Linked DNA regions of Mus musculus: all the other regions are linked to region 2. A link is a contact called in public HiCAR-type and promoter capture Hi-C data. All regions are on one chromosome and are shown on one strand. The core of a region is the stretch at or near the end of the contact, and the rest is flanking DNA. Distances in the headings are between cores, read along the strand shown.

Evidence for each region. Promoter capture Hi-C pulls out the DNA fragments that hold promoters and counts their contacts. HiCAR-type assays count read pairs that join an accessible place to other places. Capture Hi-C pulls out chosen DNA fragments and counts their contacts.
Region 1: a contact with region 2 is called in a promoter capture Hi-C map of adipose tissue, with 2.8 times the contacts expected there. The contact joins the promoter of Zfp119b here to the promoter of Gpr108 in region 2. A contact is called at or near these places in 3 of 39 promoter capture datasets (embryonic stem cells, liver and pre-B cells), 6 of 484 Hi-C or Micro-C datasets (brain, cardiomyocytes, cerebral cortex and 3 more), 2 of 115 datasets of contacts at active chromatin or transcription factors (astrocytes and extraembryonic endoderm stem cells) and 2 of 9 other capture datasets (adipose tissue and liver).
Region 3: a contact with region 2 is called in a HiCAR-type map of astrocytes, with 2.7 times the contacts expected there. The contact joins the enhancer-like site here to the promoter of Gpr108 in region 2. A contact is called at or near these places in 6 of 39 promoter capture datasets (the C10 cell line, cranial neural crest, embryonic stem cells and 3 more), 3 of 484 Hi-C or Micro-C datasets (cortical neurons and palatal mesenchyme), 4 of 115 datasets of contacts at active chromatin or transcription factors (astrocytes, embryonic forebrain, forebrain and 1 more) and 1 of 9 other capture datasets (embryonic stem cells).
Region 4: a contact with region 2 is called in a HiCAR-type map of Th17 cells, with 2.9 times the contacts expected there. The contact joins the promoter of Hdgfl2 here to the promoter of Gpr108 in region 2. A contact is called at or near these places in 5 of 39 promoter capture datasets (the HPC-7 cell line, cranial neural crest, liver and 1 more), 10 of 484 Hi-C or Micro-C datasets (B cells, CD4 T cells, LSK cells and 7 more), 1 of 115 datasets of contacts at active chromatin or transcription factors (Th17 cells) and 2 of 9 other capture datasets (adipose tissue and liver).
Region 5: a promoter capture Hi-C map of liver shows a contact between it and region 2, with 4 times the contacts expected there. The contact joins the enhancer-like site here to the promoter of Gpr108 in region 2. A contact is called at or near these places in 4 of 39 promoter capture datasets (the 3T3-L1 cell line, cranial neural crest, liver and 1 more), 2 of 484 Hi-C or Micro-C datasets (B cells and cerebellum), 3 of 115 datasets of contacts at active chromatin or transcription factors (bone marrow-derived macrophages, cardiomyocytes and pancreatic cancer cells) and 2 of 9 other capture datasets (liver and macrophages).

What each region holds. Positions count from the first base shown.
Region 1 is chr17:55,943,813-55,947,916 of GRCm38.p6, reverse strand. It overlaps Zfp119b (zinc finger protein 119b), which reads left to right and starts at 2,658. Exons shown (of 4, transcript NM_146249.4): 1 at 2,658-2,745. The coding sequence starts at 2,743.
Region 2 is chr17:57,246,115-57,250,093 of GRCm38.p6, reverse strand. Gpr108 (G protein-coupled receptor 108) reads left to right here and starts at 2,405. Exons shown (of 17, transcript NM_030084.4): 1 at 2,405-2,583; 2 at 3,211-3,330. The coding sequence starts at 2,458. It overlaps Trip10 (thyroid hormone receptor interactor 10), which reads right to left and starts at 643. Exons shown (of 15, transcript NM_001242389.1): 1 at 523-643. The coding sequence starts at 546.
Region 3 is chr17:58,888,271-58,892,431 of GRCm38.p6, reverse strand. The region is part of intron 8 of Pdzph1 (PDZ and pleckstrin homology domains 1); the gene reads left to right. Among named protein-coding and RNA genes, the nearest start is that of Gm33751, 54 kb to the left of the region's middle. Within about 2 kb of position 1,986, at least 15 of the 459 cell types and tissues checked have an H3K27ac peak or open chromatin away from gene starts, as enhancers often do. A contact at or near this core is called in astrocytes, where this site is marked.
Region 4 is chr17:56,078,253-56,082,042 of GRCm38.p6, reverse strand. Hdgfl2 (HDGF like 2) reads right to left here and starts at 2,412. Exons shown (of 16, transcript NM_008233.4): 1 at 2,217-2,412. The coding sequence starts at 2,288. It also overlaps a transcript of Ubxn6 not described here.
Region 5 is chr17:56,026,726-56,030,527 of GRCm38.p6, reverse strand. The region is part of intron 1 of Sh3gl1 (SH3-domain GRB2-like 1); the gene reads left to right. Among named protein-coding and RNA genes, the nearest start is that of Sh3gl1, 8.0 kb to the left of the region's middle. Within about 2 kb of position 2,452, at least 48 of the 459 cell types and tissues checked have an H3K27ac peak or open chromatin away from gene starts, as enhancers often do. A contact at or near this core is called in cerebellum and liver, where this site is marked.

The DNA of each region.
Region 1 (4,104 bases), core at 1,409-3,908, 1.3 Mb after region 2:
CTTTCTTTCTTAAATTTTTTTCTTTGTCAACTCAGAATAGCATTAGTTGTTTAATCCAGCAGGAACTGCCCAGGAGATAGGAATTTCCGTGAAATACTCTTCAGTTGTAGGAAGTTGGTGGGAACTGTGAATGCTCTGCTTCCTAGTGTGACGCTGGCAGTGTGGTGAAGGTCTATTTTGAGCAGTGGTTGTACTAACACACAGCTAGCTATTCTGCCGGATTTTCTCTGTCTTGGTGATTTTTAAATTTTTTTTGTTTGTATTGATTTCTGTTTAAAAATTCTGAATTTGCTGGGCAGTGGTGGCACATGCCTTTAATCCCAGCACTTGGGAGACAGAGGCAGGTGGATTTCTGAGTTCAAGGCCAGCCTGGTCTACAAAGTGAGTTCCAGGACAGCCAGGGCTATACAGAGAAACCCTGTCTCGAAAACAAAACAAACAAAACAAAACAAAACAAAACAAAAATCTGAATCTGTGCCATTGAGACATGTGTGAGCAAACATACCATAGCACATATGTAAAGGTCAGAGGACAAGTTGGAGGAGTGGCTTCTCTCCTGTGTATTGACCTCAGGATATCACACTTGATTGCAAGTGTCCTTCCTTACTGAGCAAACTACCTGGTTCCTCTCACAGTATTCCCTTCTGATCCACCTATTTCAGTATGTTGGTTGTAGTAGCTCTACTTTCATTAAAAACAAACAAACAAACAAACAAACAAACAAACCAACAACAAAAAAACCCGGGCACTCATTCTAGAGCCCCTCCCATGTGTGGCCAGAATCCACTGAGCATAATAGAAAAGTTATTTTGAGGAAGGGTCTGGCTAAGTTAACCAAGTATTTTGTAAACACAGCCTGTAGTCATACCAGGCCTTAAACTTGTGATGCTTCGGACTCACCATTCCATGTGGTGGGATTCCAAGAACAGACCACCACTCTTGACTCTAAATGCATGTGAGAAATTAGCAATTTGTGTCGGCCTTTTTTCAAAAGGTAGTTTAGCTAAAGGTGTTTCAATTATGGTTTTAAAAAAAATCAACTTTTGGTGCCATTAGTAGTTTATTATTCCCTATCATGTAGCTGTCATCTCCAATCTCTCCTACTCTTTCTTTCTCAGCACTAGCTGTCCATGAATTGATTCTTGGGTTCCTATTTTCATATGTGTTTTTGTTTAGGTTGGAGGTGGGTCTTTGGGGAGCTAGGCCTATCCAAGGCTTTCTCAGATGCCCCGATGAAAGCACCAAGGGATCATTGCTTTTGTGACCTCTCCAAGAGCAGACTTGGGAAGGTCTGGTCTGGTGCTTGGGCAAGCATCTTGAAGGAGTCAAAGGAACCACGGTCTTCAGTTATCAGTCTCATGGGTATCAGTCTCATGGCCAGTGTGTGCTCACTATGAGGTATCTATCCTGTGTCCTTCTAGCCAACATTGCTAAATTATCTTTCTGCTGACTGTCTCATTCTCCACCTATAGTGTATCAGAGCTGTATATCATCTGAAAAAACTTGCTTAACATGAGCCATCATGTTATGCAAGACATAGTGACCCCAAACTTTCTATTTTTGTCTTCTCCTCCCAGGTTCTCACCCTGGTCACCTCCCCTTTGGGGGCCAGAATAGTTGGTGTTTGGGTTCATAGACCAAGCTGGTTTAAACTTTTTTTTTTTTTGTGAGACAGGATTGCTTTGTGTATCCCTCCCTGGCTGTCCTGGAACTACTCTTTATACTAGGCTTAAACTTTTGATGTCCTGACTCCATTTCCCAAGTGCTGGCATGATGAGCCAGTGCAACCACTAAAGGCTGGGAATGTGTGTTTTGGCTACCAGTGTTTAACTGAGAGAAGTGTGAGCAATTTAGATGAGTCTTTTTAAAAAATGGTTGATGCCCGGTGAATATCAACCAGGAGGTTTAAATTTGACCTGGATAGTCTGGGTGCCCTTTTGGCTGTGAGGCAGGTGGATCACTCCACTTGAGGTTGTTTAGTGATCTGTGTATGCTAGAGACCTTGTGCCTAGATTAAATAGCCTCCTGGGTGCAGCAGAGCAGGGACGACTGCAGTCCTGCTGTTAGGAAACATTATATAGTAAGGTGAAGTAGCTTTGGCAGATCGAGCCGAAGTGTGTCCTGAGAAATTACGCCATGCATCTGGTGTAAAAAAACTTTATTGGGGGTGGGGGTTGGGGGACTGAGGTCCTGGGGAAGGGACAGAGGCAGAGAAGTGGACATGACAGACAGAGAGAGAAAGAAGCGCACACGGGGAACAGAGAGACGGCCTGCTGAGTAGGGAGAGAGCTCCGGTGGCTTAGGTGGATACATTCATCCTGAAACAGACCGGGCGCGCCTGGTGGCATCAGCAAATGATGGCATCTGATGACAGAAGTCTCTGCTAGGTCCCCGAGAGTAGGTTTGTGGACCTGCCTGTACGCTAACAGGCGCAAGTTCTGTGGCGATATGTCCCTGTCTCTCCGCGTCTGGGACAGTTCTGTGCCTGAGCGGAGACCAGGACTGGGAACCACTGTGCTGTGACACTTCACAGCCCTCGGTGTCTAGGGGAGCTGTCACTCATTCCTCACTAGCCAATCACGGCCGCATGGATCCGCTAGCCAGAATGGGGAGAGCACTTCCGTTCCCTAATACTAAAGGTTCGGGCTCGGGTCTGAGGGAGGCTCTTGTGGTTCTGTGTCCTGGTCTGCCACCCGCTGCCGGGAGCTGTGAGGAGAGCGGGGCGAGCTCGGTCTCCACGCCATGGTGAGCGGGGCCGCCGTCCCCACGCGGGGAGGAGCCGCGGGAGACTGTGTTGGGTTCCTCCCGGGGTGCGGGAACCGGCGGTCAGACTCGCCGCCCGGCGTGATTGCGTTTGTTCACCTGAGGTCCCTGCACCTCCGGAGCGGAAGCGCGACGTCTGACTTCGATCCCGGGCTGCGCCTGCGCAGAGTGTGGGGCGCGGGTCCTGGAGTGAAAACATCCTTGTTGCTGACGTCACCATGCAGTGAGCGCCTCAGCTGCTTTTCCTGTGTCCAGGGAAGGCAGATATGCTGACATGGAGAACCCTAGTTTCTCCGGTGTCTTCTACAAGTTCTGCACTTGGCACTTGATGTTCAGGAGTAGGATCCGTCCGCAGTTAGCTCTGTGCAGATGCAAAGTGTTTGCCATCGACACAGACTTGTAGATGCCTTGACCGTCCAGTAACGTGTGTTAGTAAGGCCAGGCTCACTGGGTTTCCTGGTCTCTTTCATCAACATTTACTCTATTTTACTTGTGTATTTTTTTTTTTTTCTGTCTAAGTTTGTTCTCATGTTCTGTTGATCTCTATTCTTTCCCAGGAAGTACTGTGCAGGCAGGTTTTTCCGGTTCCCTGAGAGAACTGGGTGGGGAGGGAAACAAGGGATAATACAGAGAAAAGATACATACTTAGATCTGAGTTTGGTCAGGCAGTGGTGGCGCACGCCTTTAATCCCAGCACTTGGGAGGCAGAGGCAGGTGGATTTCTGAGTTCGAGGCCAGCCTGGTCTACAGAGTGAGGTCCAGGACAGCCAGGGCTACACAGAGAATCCCTGTCTTGAAAAAGCCAAAACCAAACCAAACAAAAGAACAACAACAAACAGAAAAAACATAACAAAAAACCCCTGAGTTTGCAGGCCTCCAATTGTTTAATCTCTACTTAGACAAGGTAAGGAAGGTTATATTAAGAAAACCTGTATCCCAGCCAAAGGAGTTGTCTCTTCCCTATTTGGAAGAAATATTTTCTATCTTTTGTCTATCTGTCTGCTTATTTTTTTTTCTTGCTGTTTATATTTTCTTTCTTTATTGCAGCTGTTTGAGGTTTTGATGTCAGGTTATCGCTGTGTTTAGTATATGTCCAGTTTTGTGTGTTGATTATTTTTTTCATTCTTGGTTACTTATTTTCATCAGTTTCCTTTGGTATCAAAAATGGTGACACTTTTTATTGGGCATTTGTTGAATTTATAGCTCAAATTCTGCATTGTGATATTTTAGCATACTAGCCAAGATGGCAGCATACTACACAGTTGCTTTCTACTCAAGGTTAGGTCATTTCCTGCTAAGGTGAGGCCATCTTCCATCTTCTCAAAGGTTAAATGTAAAGTG
Region 2 (3,979 bases), core at 1,156-3,655:
GGGGTGGCTCCGCCCAGCGCCCGGGGCCGAGTCCTATAGCCCCTTCCCCTCCCCCTCAGCGTTCCAATTGTAAGCGGGGAAGGAACCCGGTAAGGCCCCACGTGGGACAGAAGGTGACCAAAGGGTCCCCTCCCCCTCCCAGCCGGACAGGCGGGCGACGGGCAGGGACCCAGGGGCCGTAAGATTAGCCTCCAAGCCAGGCCAGGGCGCTCAAAATAGGTGACCTCACCCAGCTGTCCCCCCTCCCTGGCCTGGTCCAGGGACTTCTTCAGATGGTCTTCCTCTCAACTCTGTGCCTCAGTTTCCCTATGCGGGTCCTGGGCAAAGTATCCCTACGTCCTCGGGGCGTCTTGAAAGTCCCAAAGGAACTTTTGAGTGAGTGCGGAGGGCAGAGGGCGGGGACCCAAGGGATCAGCTGCAAGGGAAAGCGTGGAGTCCGGGCTAAGGTACTTCGGGGACAAAGAGCGGAGAAGCCAGGACCCCAGCAAGGGAGAACCGTGGGAACTGGGGAAAAAGACTCACCCACAACTCGGTACCCCAATCCATGCTGCTCTTGCCGCCCAGGACGCCACCGCCTCCTGCCCGGGTCTCCGCCGCCCTCCACCGGAGACTCAGCCCCAGGGCAGTGTGCCCAACCTCGCCCCGCCCCGCCGCCAGGCCACGCCCACCAGCCTAGATTACAACGCCCCTTCGTGCCTTTCCACGCCTCTACTCTGCCGAGCCCCCAGCGGGGGGCTCTGAGGGCGGAGTCCAGATGATGCCCCGCCCCCCATTAAAGGGCCATGCGCCACCTCAAAGTACGCCTCGATTAATTTTCAAAATTTGTACCCCATATTTCTCTCCTCTGCCATCCCAAACTATTCATCCTTTCCTTTCAACTTCGCATTTTTTTTATAAAGGGTCAAGAGATCAAAACCCCAAATCCAAGCAGTCTTTCCCACGTGTCCCCACTCCATGGCAGGGAAAATCTGTGGTTGGTCATTAGGCTCTTGCGGGGACCTACTCGGCTCCAGAAATCTCCATTTCGTCTCACTAATAGTCTGTTTCCCTCCGGCCACAGAGATGGGATGACTTCGATCTTGCCCAGGATGCACATCCAGCCAAGGCCAGGTCCATTAGCACCCCCCAACACCACCGCATCCTGACTTCTCTTCCTTCCCGCCAGAGTCTCCTCTGAGAAACAGAGGACAGGTTGTCCTTTGGGCACCGTTCTGGGCTAGGCACACACTCACACACACACACACACACACGCATGCACGCACAGCACCGCGCACTTGCACTTGACTACACATTTTCCAGCCTCATTCAGTATGTAAGGCCCAAATCAGAACTGCCTCTAGATTCTGGGACCCTGGGGCTTAGGATTTCGGGTCCTCCCAATCATAAAAGTCCTTTCACGCCTTGTAAACCCCCTTAAGGCTCCCGGATAAAAGGGAAGAGGCCCTGTTGGCTCCCACCCCACTCTCCCTGGCTGTAGGTGCTTTCTCCGCCGCTACGCAAGTGTCAAAACACCATTGTGTTGCAGCTAGAAGAGCAGTCTAGACTTCTGAGGAAAGACGCCCTGGAGCCAGTGCTGGAACTGAGGCTCCAATAGGCCTTGGCCCCACCTGCTGGTGGCTTGTGGGCTAAGCTCTGAGATGTAAAGTGGGGTAGAGGGATGGTGGAGGAGGGTGGAGAAGGACTCAGAGTCCCAGTGACGAAAAAGGTATCACACTACGGTGGGAAGCTTCGCGCCAGGGTCAGCAATCTAATTAAGAGTTGCAAGCTACAACTAGGATCCAGCAGCTGGGACTCTTCCAGATCTGAGGACTCAGTAGGAATTGAGGAGCCTATGTTTCAGTTTGAAGTAGGGAACTCAGCTGCTGCAAGGTTACGCCTAGGGCGGAGTCTTCAGGTAGGACCTACAGCGGCATTCAGCCGAGGATTAGAGATCAGCATAGTGCGAAGAATTTTAGGCTTTTCGGTGGCCCAGCAAAGTTGAAACAAGGTAAGCTCATAGACGCGTACGTTGACTAAGTCTCCACTTCTGGCCGGGAGCAGGGTATCGGGGAAGTGAGGGGTGGGAGAGGAAGTGCGTCCTTGGGAATACTGGGAAATGTAGTTTATGCATGCTTCGTTGCACGGATCTGCTCCCTCTATATTCTGGGTAATGTAGTCTTGGACCGTTAAGAGTTGCTGAAGGAATTCCGCTTTAAGGGACGGATATGGGTTCCTGGATCATTGGTGAATCGTCCTGTTCCTCAAACTACATCCGGGACAATCTGTTTAGCGATTGGAGAGTATGAAAGCCGGGGCTGAAAAGGATAAGCACGCCCATTTGGGAGGCCTTCTGACAATCAAAAGAATCTCAGTTGCTAATTGGGTGACTAGACCACGTCGTGCGACTATTGGCTGAAAAGTGGGTAGGCCTTATCAGGCGTCAGAGGCTGTGTTCGGGGGGCAGTCGCAGCCCCAGAGATGGCAGTGAGCGAGAGGAGGGGGCTCAGCGGCGAGAGCCCAACGCAGTGCCGATGGGGATACTTGTCGCTGCTGGTGCTGACGCTGAGCGGCTGCTCAGGCCGTATCCACCGGCTGACTCTCACAGTGAGCCCCGCAGGCTTGGCCTCGTTGTCTCCCCCCATAGCTCCGCCGGTGGATGGAGCAGCCGCACCCCCCACTGCAGGCCGCTAGTGGTCTCGTCCCGGGGTCTCCCCGCCCGGTGCTCGTAATGGGTTGGCCTGGCTTAGAGGGCGGGGCTTCATCTCCTGGGACCCCTGACTCCTGGCGCTTAAACTTTCAGGGAACACTTGGTAACAACCATAGGACCTGGGAGGAAGGGGTACCACCTGGTAGGATCTTCCTGGAATTCACTTAGGGGAGTGACAGGAGACTACTTTCAAAATTTAGCCCAGATAGAATCGAAAACTTTTCTGGAAAGTCGAAACTAGTCACACCAGCCTATGTAGCCCGCTCTCGGGGTGGTGCACGTCTATATGGGGACTGTCATGGGGTTGCCAGGGTTTCACCCCATGGACACACAACCCCACCCTCTAGCTGCCTCGGACTGAAGTAGGAAAATGTCACCAGCACCAATACGATGTACCCAGGAAGGCTTTCTCACATGCTCCTGTCCTGAATAAAAATGTATAGAGACGCTCAGGGAAACACGCCGTCGTGCTGGACTTGGTGGGGAGAGTGCCCTTGTGCCACTGTGTCTTTGGTTTCCTGCAGGGGGAGAAGCGAGCTGACATCCAACTGAACAGCTTCGGATTCTACACCAATGGTTCCCTGGAAGTAGAGCTGAGCTTACTGCGACTCAGCCTCCAGGAGACAGAAAAGAAGTTGCCAAAGGTGAGGGGGCTCATGGGAGGACTCAGTGTGCAAGTTCTGGGATTCTGTCTTAGCTCTGTCCCTCACCGGTGTGATCTGTGGCCAGTCTCATAGCCTTCCCCACCTGTCACCTAAGAATGAATACAGTGTCTCATGCAGTCTGGGTTTGAGGGTACAGATTTGTCATCTTAGTGTCCCTGCTGGCTTAGGCAGGAGGATCAGAAATTAGCCAGCCAGTATATATGTAACATATATGCATGTATATAATGCATTTTAATCATACACGCTTCTCCCCCTAACTCCTCCAAAATCCATTCCCACCTTCCCAAACTCCTCCCAATCTCATGTCCTTTAAAAAAAAAAAAAAAAAAAAAAAAGATATGGCCTCACTATGTAGCCCCAGATAGCCAGGAACTCTGTGTAGACCAGGCTGGCCACAGACTCAGAGATCTGCCAACCTCTGTCTCCCAAGTGCTGGGATCTAAGGCCGGTGCTCTTGTTTGTTTGTTTGTTTGTTTCTCCTGGGGCCACACCCTCACTCACTCAGCATCTATCAGCTAGCTGTCCACAGCTCCCCAGTTAGGTGTAGGGGTTCAAACACCCCTCTTCCCTCCATGCTGGAATGTTGACTGACTCGATCCTGTGTGGGCAACCACAGCTGCTGTGAGTT
Region 3 (4,161 bases), core at 737-3,236, 1.6 Mb before region 2:
TGCACTGTTTCATAGACATTTTTATTTTAATAGTGTGGGTGTTGAGACAGGGTCTCAGGTTTTCCTTCTACTCTATATAGTCTAGACTTGCCTCAAACTTTTCTAATCTCATCTTCATACCCTGAGCACCAAGATTCATGGCATATGCCACCATACCCAGTTCCCCCCATCCTCCTCCTCTTCCACTTCCTCCTCCTCCTCTTTCCTCTTCTTGCTCTTTTTGTAATGGTAAGTATTGCATGGTACTAGTTATCCTCTAAGGGCAATTTAAGAGCCAAGAAAAATGGTAACAAATGAGCAATTCAATTGAGAACATAAATTTCTCTTCAAAGCTCTAGAGCTTGGGTAGCTCCAACTCAAATACTGTTGCCAAACCTCCCTTTGGCTAACTTTCCAGAAGAAACCTGTCTCTCTGGGCACAGCATCAGGATTTGTCCAATGACAAGCTCATTTCCCTGCAAGGTCTCCCAGGGCCTCCTGGGGTCTGGAATCTTGCTGCTGCCAGGAAGCTACATGGTGCAGTCAGCCTATATTTAATCACACTGAAAACCTGATTTCCAACTTCAGGCAAACTGAAAAAGGCAGCACAAAATTCTCAGTTTGCAGCCAGTTGTCTCTGCTGATGTCACATCTGCAGCCAGGGATTTTTGTAAAAAACAGGGAAAGAGCCATAGCTCTGGGCAAAGGTGAACGACCTTCTGGGTGGGTGCACTTCTGTTGAAACGGTGTGTGGCTGCCAATTCAGAGGCAGTCAAATGACCTTCCTGGGTTTGTTTTGTTTTGTTTCCAGAGAACAAAAGTCACGAAGCTTCAAGTGGGAAATTCATTACTCATAAACAAGGGTGTGATTTTCATGCCCATTTAACTTTCTGGTTTCAAGTAAATAAATAAATAAATAAATGCATAGATACACAAATATTATTAAATAATGTCGGGAGGAGTTTATAGTTCCTCAAGAATCAGAACTTCTCTTTGTCCACGACACAATGATGGCAATAAGTATAGCAATGAAATCGTTCCTCACCCCCTCCTTCTGTCTCACCACACCCTTTACTGCTCTCCTGATCCAAGGGCATGGTTGGTCATTCGCATCTTCTCATGGCCATCAAGGAGTGGGGGTTTTAGTTGCTGGCAGGGAGAAGGTGCTTCAAAGTGTCACCCAGAGAAAAAGGGTCTCAGTGTCATTAACAAAGCTCCGAAGGGCACCCCTCAGCTTTGCTGCAGCTCTCCAGTGTTGTATCTTCTTGGCTCTCCATTTTATTCACCCTTTCCTGAGATGTTTCCCTTTAACACCAGCTTTCTTTCTGTCTAGATTTGTCTTGGCTCTTGTTTTCTTCACACAGTATGATTTTTTTCCTCATGTTTAAAGATGCCTTTCCCTGCCTCCTTACAAGTCTTTGGATTTTTCAGGGCTCTACCTCCAGACAAAATAAAACATACACACAGTGTTCTCAGTTTTTGTTTGTGTGTGTGTGTTTTATTTGTTTGTTTGTTTGATTGGCTTTTTTTAAAGACTCGGAACTGGCAACTCCAAATTTTTATCACTTTCAAACCAAAGTTTTGACCAAACAAAAAACTCAAAGGCATCTGTAGGTATATTTATTTTAACAGAGGATCTCACAAACACACAAATGTTCTTGTCTTTGTTCTTCTGCATTAAAAAAAATCTATTTTACAAGTGTGTTCACTCTAAGTTGGGTCTTGTCCTCATTAAAGTTTGGTGTTTCTCTTTTCTCAACAGCCTGGCCTTTGGAATTAGTTCTGTAAAAAATATTATTTCCATGAGAGAAAACACCAACATTAACCAAGGACCTCTGGCACAAACAGCCCAAGTTCCTTTATTCTTAGTCTATAGCCTTTGGACATCACTAAACAATTCCTATTTAAATCCCCTCAGCAACCGTGCTATTTTAATCAATCCTGCACACAGGCAGCAGCTGAACCTGTGAACTGGCTCAGGAATAGAAAGCCCTGTCAGAGGATTTCTGTGCCTTGGACAAAAGAACAGAAAGTTGTGGCGAATGCAGCCTTGAAGAATTTTTCATTGCATCTGAGCTCAGAGGGACTTTTGGTGGAGCTGTAGGGAAGGGATTAAACAAAGACCATGTAATAGTCATTGTCAAGCTAAAAGACTGAATTTTGCTTAAGGAATTCAGTTTTCAGACTTGACAGTAAAAGACAAGCTGGATTTTAATTGTTCTTCACTTCTAGAAACCATTTGATTAGTGAGAGCAGTGCCACAGCAGTTTTAGGATTAGAGTGAGTGGGGTCTCTCTTTCAACATCTGGATCTCACCAAGAGAGGGACTTAATGTTCTTGTACCAGTGAAATAGAGGTAAAAGACTAGGCACAGAAAGCTCAGCTGCAGGAGAAGCCACATCTGCTGCGATGCCCCATGATCAAAGTGTCACTGCAGCTGCTTCCAGGGACACAGAAGGCTCATCGGTGGGGGACAGAATACAACAGCTGAGATTATTAAAAATGAAATCTTGGCCATGATGCATAGCCTAAAGAGAAAGTAGCCCTGGTGTTAAAATCCAATCCATTAAGTTGTTCATTTTTCTCATTAAAATGTGACTTGAGCAAGCAGGGAAGACCTCTTAAATGACTAGAGGCTCTCATCCTGATTGTATAGTGTGCTGTGAGTAAACTCTGTTGAGTTCTCCTACATCAAAGGATATGGAAGGATGCTGACATTCCCTGAGTAATCAAGCAACACTGACATGAAGGCCAGAATCCCCTTGTCTGTAAAATAGGTCCACACAAAGGCAGACCCCCTGGGTATTTGCTTTCAGCAAATGAACACCAAAGATCCTTAGATTTCATTTCTATTTCTAATTCAACATTAAAATGTGCCTGGAAATGCAACTATGTAACCAAAGTGTTGAATAACACATGCACTGAATATTGATTCCAAAAGCCAACAGTCTCTCATATCCCAGTGATCCATGAAGGCAGACATTTGACAGATGCAGTGTGGAAAGCCACTGATGGAAGACAGGGGTAATATTCTGCTTCTATGCCATCCCTGTAATACTAGGACTGGACCTAATAGTCTTCCTCTAAAATGGTGCTATGAAGATTACAGCATAGTCCTTGAAGGTGCCACAGAAGCATGAGGTAATGCCTCATGTTGAAGAATACCCTTGTGCTTATTCACCTCTATGCCAAAGGCATGCATATAAATATGCACAGAAGTGCTACTCAAAATAGCCCCACACCAGAAAAAAAAAATCTGTCAACTTATGCATGGAGAAACAAAATGTGACCTCTCCTACAATAGACTATCATCCAGTCTTTAAAAAGAATGAAGTGCTAGTTCCTGCTTCAATTTAGTCATTTCAAGATATTACACTAAGAGGAAAAAAATCACAAGTTATATAGTTGTACTAATATTAAACATCCAGGAATATTGGATGTGTAACGACCAAAAAAGTCTGTTTATCTGTGATTTGGAAATGGTATCTACTAATGGGAAATCAACTGAAAGGAAACTTGGACGTTAATGCGAGTGTTCTGAAACTGAATTACAATGGTGGTTTCTTATCTTCGTAAGTTTACTAAAGAGTTATATGTCCATATAACTATATAATGGGTGAAGTCATGTTGTGTAAGTTGCATCTCCATGCAGAGGTGATAAAACAGATATGAATAATGATGAGAAAATTTTGAGAAAGAACTATAAAATAAACAAAATCAAAACAGTTTAATTGTAATGTTATTTTAGTTTTACATTAATATCATAGTATGCTAAAATATTGTACTTTATAGAAAAGCTATTCTTTAGTGTTTTTGTACTACTTCTGATGCATTTTAGGAGATGATAAAGATAATTGTTTCAGGAGCATTTGTCAACTCAGTGAATGAATGGAAACAACTTAGAAGGGGACCTGACACACAGTAAGCCTGGAATCCATAGTGTAGGTGCTCTCTAGAGATGTCACGCAATTATAAGGTACATTGTGTGATACAGGTTTCTTTTCATGTCTTGTTTTTCTGATAGAAAAGTTGGCATTAATAATACTTTCCCAAATGTTCATAAATAAAGCTCATATTAAGAACATCTATTCAAAAGATGCTTAAAAATTACATAATACAAATAATTTGTTACACTGTGTCATATATTAAGTAGAATATAATCTGCAAAGTGTGTTTTCCTTT
Region 4 (3,790 bases), core at 1,163-3,662, 1.2 Mb after region 2:
ATCCAGACCCAGTTACCATCCAGTTACTTAGGGGGGTTTGGGGTGGGGGGAGGCACACCATGGGAAGACACAGCACCTTCCAAACACAAGTCTAGAGATCTGAACTCAGGTCCACTAAGCTATACATTATCTCCTTAGCCCCTTAATTTGGAATTAATGTTTTTCCTTTTAGACAGTCTCACTATGTAGCCTGGCTGTCCTCAAACTATGTAGACAAAGGTGGCCTGGTACTTGTCTCTGTCTCCTCAGCAATGGGGATTGGGATTGAAGGTAAGTACAACCATGCCTGGCTATGAAACCTGCACACTTATGTGCATCCTACTAACCTGTCTGCTACCCACAGTGATTATCTTTCCACCAAGAAGAAAGCTGGGCCCCCATACAGGTACTTAGGCCGAGCCAGGTCCAGTATAGTCCCCTGAAGCCCCTGGGGTGGGCCTAGGTTCAGCTTCTCCCCACTCCCGGGACTAGCCAATGACTGCCCCTCCTGGAAAAAAGGCCCAGTCTGTTCTTGTCCCAGAGGTAAATCTGGCAGCAACAGGGATGGAGATTTGGGGGAATGAGGTGGAGTGCTGAAGGAGCCAGGCCCAGAGCAACCCGGAAGTCCCACCCTCTTTGTGAAAGCCCATGGGTTCCAGCAGCTGTCAGTCACCTTCCCACAGGATGCTAGTAGCCCCTTCCCCTCCAATCAGGTGCTTGGAACTGTTCTCTCAGTGCTGGAGAAGGCTGGGAAGGGGGAAGGGACAAGAGCTTCATAGAGAGCAGAGGTAGACTAGTGAGGGCAGTGGCCAATGTAAAGTTTTGCTCCCCAGTCACCCCACTCACAGTGGGATTTCCCAGTGTTTAGCCACCCACCTCATCAACGCCGGGGGATGGCTGGATCCTCCCTAGCCTGCTCCTCAAACTCTGGTCCCTGGTGGCTGGATGCAGGATACCAGATGCAGAAGCATCCTCAAACCTGCCCTGCCGAGCCCTGCCAGGCTGCTTCTCCCAACGGTCCCACACCTCAGGAACTTATGGGGCCCTCTGGTCCTGACCTCTAGGAGTTACCTCCTGGGCTGGTTCCTGTTGAGCTTGCTCTTTGGCATCCCCATGGTAACTCCCTGCCGTATGGTCTTCCATTCCCACCCCCATGCAGACACAGCCAATCTAGCCTCTGTACTAAGACCTAGAGGCAACAAAACTCTGTTTCTATGCAACTGAACATGTGCACCAGGACTTGCAACGCTAGCCACCATCTGCACAACAAAAATTCCTTCAGTCCTGACACATGGATGCAGCTAACTTCAGCCCTGGAGTGATCTCTGTCCCAAGTCCTGGGGGCAGCAGAAGCCTTTGGGTCTCCGTGTATGTGCCAATTTTTGCCAGGGCCAGAATTCTACCACCTGCGCACCCAGGCTCTAAAAATCTACACTGCTTGACTCCAGCTTTCTCAAACAGGAAACCTCAAAGCCTCCTACCTCCAGCTTGAAGCTGCCTGTTCTCAGGTAAGCTACATACAGCCCACTGAATCCCTTTAAGGGCCGGACTCCAGGTCCCCAGAAAAGCTTTCTTCCAACCCTTGCCCTCATTTAGGTCATAGAGATAAGGTCCCTTTCCTTCCGCTGTATCCCGCTCCCCCATCCATCACGCGCAGCCTCTCTGGAAGAGACTCTTCCCATCATTTGACCCTTCCACTCCAATCCCAACGTGCCCATGTACCCTTTGAGCCCCACTACATCCCTCAGGCTCCACGACCCTGGGATCCCCTAAACGCATTTCTGACCTCTGGTACATTGGTCTCTCAGGCCCTGGACACCAAACCAAGTGACACAGGTTCCGGAGGAGGTCAAGGCTAGCACCACGGCCGTTCTCTGCAGGACTGTGGGTCTCTGAGACTCAGGACCTCACCATGCAGGTTACTCAGACCAAAACATTGCCACACCTCAATTCCAAAGGACCACGGGTCAGAGCCAGGATCCGGAACAGCGGAACACAAGTCCCTCAGACCAGGGACCTCCCCGAAGACGCACCAGACCCCAGGCACTGTGGTCCCGGAGGAAGGAGATTCCTCAACTCCAGAAAACCACAGTGCAGTCACCTGAGCCAGCAGCCCCAACCTCTCCTCAGCCTCCATTCCAGCCTCCCCGCGCGCGCCCGCCCGCCCGCCCGCCCGCGGCCCCTCTGCTCGGGGCCGCCAACTCCGCCGGGCCCGTCCACTCCACGCGCGGCCTCACCCGGGCCGGCCAGTGCGGGTAGCCCTTCATCTTGGCAAACACCAAGTCCCCGGGCTTGAAGGCGTGCGGCATGCTGTCGGCGGAGGCCCAGGCCGCGGGAAGCAGCAACGGCGGTGAGAGGCGAAGTCAGAGGCGGGAGTCGGACGCCTGAGGGGCGGAGGCGTCCGCACGGGCCGCCGGCCGGCGTCTACTTATTGGGTTCAGCACGACCGGAAGTCCCGCCCTCCCTTGGCTAGGGGCCGCCGTCGCCGTCGCTCATGACCACAGAGACGCGCGCGGGCCAATAAAGGGAGGGGTTGGATCAGAGCTAGTTAACGGGATTGGATAACGGAGCAGAAGCCAAGGGCGTGGACTAGGAGCCAGTGGGTGGGGCGGAGGGTGTCGGAGGTAAAAGACGAAAGGTTTAAGCGGCTACTGGGTGGAGCCTAGAGAGGAATGATGGGCGGGGCTTAGGTTGGGGATCGCTCAGGGGCGTGGCTCGCAGTCAGGATGTGGGGCGGGGTGAAGGGCATTAGACGAATTAGACGCAAAACGGACAGGGGCTTGACAGGGGCGTGGCTTAAGAGCTGCATGAGGCAGTGGCCTGTGGGTGAAAGGAAGACTGAAACTAATGACAAGCAGTGATGGGGCGGGGCCTAGCGAGGCCGGAACATACATAACAGTACTGAACAGGCCTTTGGACTCGGCCAGACGAAATATAAACAACCAATCAGCGTAGAAGACGGATTAACGACAGCCTTCCAAAAGGGCATCAGTGCAACTATGAAGCCCATTGGCTATAGCTCGACCAATGGCTGGACATGAAGACAAGTTCCACAGAACTCAGCAAACTCCCGCCAGGAGTTGGCAGAGGAAGGGGCGGTGATCAAGAAAGGTCAGGGCTGAGAAGGGGGCGGGACAGAGCTCACTTGTTTACTTTCATTATTTAAAATTTTTTTCTTTTTTTGTTGTCTATAATACATTACATATTTTCACTTTATACTTACAGCACCTTTATACTTTGACATTTTGCATTTTAATTATTCTTTTTGTTGTTGTTTTTTTGAGACAGGGTTTCTCTGTGTAGCCCTGGCTGTCCTGGAACTCACTCTGTGGACCAGGCTGGCCTGGACCTCAGAAATCCGCCTGCCTCTGCCTCCCAAGTGCTGGGATTAAAGGCGTGCGCCATCACTGCCCAGCCATTTTAATTATTCTTAATTTTATTTGGAGACAGGGTCTCACTCTGCTGTCCTCACTGGTGAGTGGGGGGTGGGGACAACTCCTTATATAGACCAGACTGGCTTCGAACTCACAGATGTACTCTTGCCTCTGTCTCCCCAGCTCTGGATCAAACATGTGTGCCACCGTGCCCTGCCTTAAAAATCTGTGTGCTGCCGGGCAGTGGTGGCTCACGCCTTTAATCCCAGCACTTGGGAGGCAGAGGCAGGCAGATTTCTGAGTTCGAAGCCAGCCCGGTCTACAGAGTGAGTTCCAGGACAGCCAAGGCTATACAGAGAAACCCTGCCTCGAAAAACAAAAACAAAACAAAACAAAACAAATCTGCGTGCTATGTGTGGGCATGCACGCACATGCTA
Region 5 (3,802 bases), core at 1,203-3,702, 1.2 Mb after region 2:
TTGTTGGAGGGTAGCCCTCTGCCCATGAACACCCGGCACTTCAGTCTCACCCTCATGGCATCCAGTGTTCTCTAGTATTGCTCAGCATGCTCCTAGAGGCTGGGTATGCCAATACAAGCTTTTGGCACCAGCTGACAGATACCACCAAAGTGGCCTTCTGCTCAAAGCTAAGAATGGGGCGTCTGCTGTATGGCCTCCCACAGTGTCCCTGGCCTGACTTCTTAGGATCACGAAGTACTTGAGGGAACTGGGTAGCTCATGGGTCCTTTGAAACTTGGCCAGGAGCAAGTCTGACTGGTTTTTTTGTTTGTTTGTTTTGTTTTGTTTTTGTTTTTTTGAGACAGGGTTTCTCTGTGTAGCCCTGCTGTCCTGGAACTCACTCTGTAGACCAGGCTGGCCTCGAACTCAGAAATCCACCTGCCTCTGCCTCCTAAGAGCTGGGATTAAAGGTGTGCGCCACCACGCCCAGCTAAGTCTGACTGGTCTTACAGATAAATTAGCCTGACTATAGCCCTCTGGTCTTAGGATGTATCTCTAGGACTCAGGAGAGAGGCTTGCTAGGCTAGGCCATAGGAGACTACAGAGTGTCACAGCACCAACTGTGACCCAGAGCTGACAGAGCAGACTGGGAACAGCCAGGCTGCCTTTCTCCCCGGAGGAGCTAGGCCACCCTGCTGGGAAGCAGCAGTCTCCACACACCCTGGCTCAGGTCTCCATGAGTTGGATCACCTCTAGCCCAGAGACCTACTTCACTTCTTTGTCCAGGCGGCATTGGCTGCATCTCATGCACTTGCATGTAGTTACACTACCTGCCACTCCCTATGGAGTATCTGGAACCACCTTGTCTTTTAGGTCCCTCCTGACCTCCCATTCTGTCTGGGAGCCACTCCTCAGCACCCACCACTCCCACACCCTCATCCCCTATCCCAGCACTGAGTGTGACTCCAGTTGCCGTTCCCCAGCTTGCCCACCAGCACTCATATGGACCTGTGCAGGAGCTCAGGAGCCTCACCAGCTGCCTGTTCACTCCATAGCCTGACTACTCTTCACAGGAAGTGTTTTAGTTATTTCCTTTTCAGACAGTCTTACTCTAATCCATCCTAACTTGAATTCACAGTCCTATTCCAGCTTCCCAAGTCCTGAGGTCACAGCTGTTCACCACCATGTCTAGCCTAAAGCTCCATTTTAAATCTGCCTTTAATGGATTCTTCCAGGGTGTGACATAGTGGCAGAGCCCCTGCCCCCAAAGTCCCCAGTGAGGGGCTGGGGGCGTAGCCTAGGGGTAAAGCCCCCTCCCTGTATGGGCAGGGGCTCTGGCTCCATCACCATAACTCTGGAACAAAAGGTAGGAGGGGAGTCTTGGTGTTTTTGTGTGCCATGATTAGGTAAGTGGAGTTTCAGATACCCTAGGGAGAGAGTGAAGAGTAAATTCTCTGGTTCACAGTGGGTGTCCCAGTGTGGCAGGTTGGAGAACTGTGCAAAGCTCACTCATGCCCACCCAGGAGTTTCCCCTGGCCTTGTGTAACAGTAAAAGGATCATCATAGGAACAGTGTTGTCCCCACACCACCTCTGGGAGTCACCTGGCCCTTGGCAGTTTCATCTTAACTCCCTGGTGTCTAACACCACAGCTTCCCCATGGTCTCAGGGAAATTAGGGTTCTGCAGGTTTGAGACTGAGTCTGAAGACAACTGAAGACCTGAGGATTTGGAGTGAGGTTGTAGGGCCTGGAGGAAGGGTTGGCAGTCAGTGGCTTCTGCTGGCAACTGTCTTAAGGAGTGTCCAGACATCACCATGGCCAGCAGGAATCAACTGCAGTCCAGTCCTGCTGGCTGTCAGCAGGACAGTATGTGATGCCGCTGCTGCTAGGGCTCAGCCAGCTGTGAGTAGAGATGCTCTCTGAGGCCCTTGCAGAGAGGCTCCATTCCACCCTCTCCAGGGTAACAGGCTATGCCTGTGCTCATGCACACTAACAGCTAGCGCTGCCTCTGTTCTTCAGAGCCAGCAGAGTGGCAAGCTGTACTTGGCCCATGTACTCCAGGATTGTACGATACAGGGGCCACCTCCCTTCCTCAGTGTAAGGCACAAGCTGTTTCTGATGACATCTAGAATAAGTCCTGTTAGTTAGGGACCTTGAGATGGCATGGGGCACTGTCAGCAGGAGGTGGCAGATGATGACCCAGTTATCCATATGTGGTGGTTGGAAATCTGCTTTGTGAATGAGCTGTCTGTGAACTCAGATGCTGTCACCATTTCATCTGTCATTTGTCCTAGCAGAGGGGTACGATACCTCTAAGTCTCGCTGTTTTTGCAGTGGGGCAGTACATGGTCATCATGTGGCTGACCCTTGGGCAGGTGCCCTGGCTGAGAGCCCTGCCTGCTTGCTGTGACCATATCGGTATCTGTGATCCTAGCCTGGAAAATAACCAGGTTATTCCATCGGTGTGACCCTGTCCAGGCCCAGAGCCACTGTTGCTGTGTGTTTGAACCCTTGGGGAGGGTGATATTTCAGCCACCCTGTTGTGTTGCCCAAGCTGGCGAACCACAAAAAGCTTGGGAGGCTCCCAGGCCTATGGTCAGTCCTGTTCTCTGAGAACCAGGGCTGCTGGCCTAAGCATGGGTCCTGGCACTCAGGAGACAGAGGCAGGGGGATCACCATGAATCTGAAGCTAAGGCCATCACTTGAACTCTTGCCACTCAGCCTCTATACTTCCTAGCTCATCTGCCATCCCAGGGTCTGCACTCTCAACAGAGCTGGCACCTGGGCCTGTGTTCCTAGTGGGATCAAAGGCTGCCATGCTGCTTCTGGTCCCAGCTCCCCAAGCCTCTCACCAAGTGACCCCGCGGCCTCGAAGCTTCCACGCCTCCACACTCCCAGGCTTCAGTCAGTGCGTGTGCTTTTCAGGCTGATCCCTGAGTATGGTGCTCATGTGCACTTGTGTCCCAGGATGAGGAAATATAAGCCTCACAGGCCACAGAAGCTGAGCTCTGTCAGGATGCTGGTGTGCTGCTGTTGGCTGTGACTGAAGTAGTCCAGTGTCGTTCCAAATTAAGGGTCCTGCACTGGTGACTTGAGAGATGTGTTGAGTGGGACCTGGCCTCTGAAAGTCATCTTCACTCTGCTTTCAGTCACTGTAACAACATGCCTGGGAGGGGCAGTTTTGCCGAGAGAGGTTTGTTCTGGCTTAGTTAGGAGGTTTCAGTCTCTGTCATAGGCCTTTTTGCTTTAGGGATCCCACAGTTCCTAACGAGGGCACACTCATAGATCTAAGGACCAGGATCAGTATCTGGGCCTTTAGAGAATGGAAGCCAGTATTCTGAGCCCTTGCCCTTGTTACTGACTGAAGGCACTTCCTGTGCTGTGCAGACCCAACCTTCAGCTCTGTACACTTGTCCCCTGGGCACTGACAATAAATCACTGGTCACAGGCACTGCTGAATGTTCATTCAGGAAGCTGGCAATATGTCCAGGTTTATGCACAAAACACATTGACCAGGTTAACCCTGTGGGTGTCCTGCACTGCATAATCCTCATTAACTCCTTCCTGCAGTGCCTCTGGAGCTCACAGTGTCTAAGGGCATGGGTTGCAGGAAGGTAGGGCACCTCTGAGACTAATTTCATGTGCTCTCCTGAGGAACGTGTTGGCAGTTTTAATGGGACTATGTCCCATGCCGGGTTCCTCTTGCTCATCTGACAGGCCACTGGCATCCCTCTTGTCTGGCTATTTCCACACAGGTGCCCACTCCTCCCTCCCAGTCGGGCCTAGCACCTCCTATGACCTGCTGGTTGTGTTTGTGCTTAGGT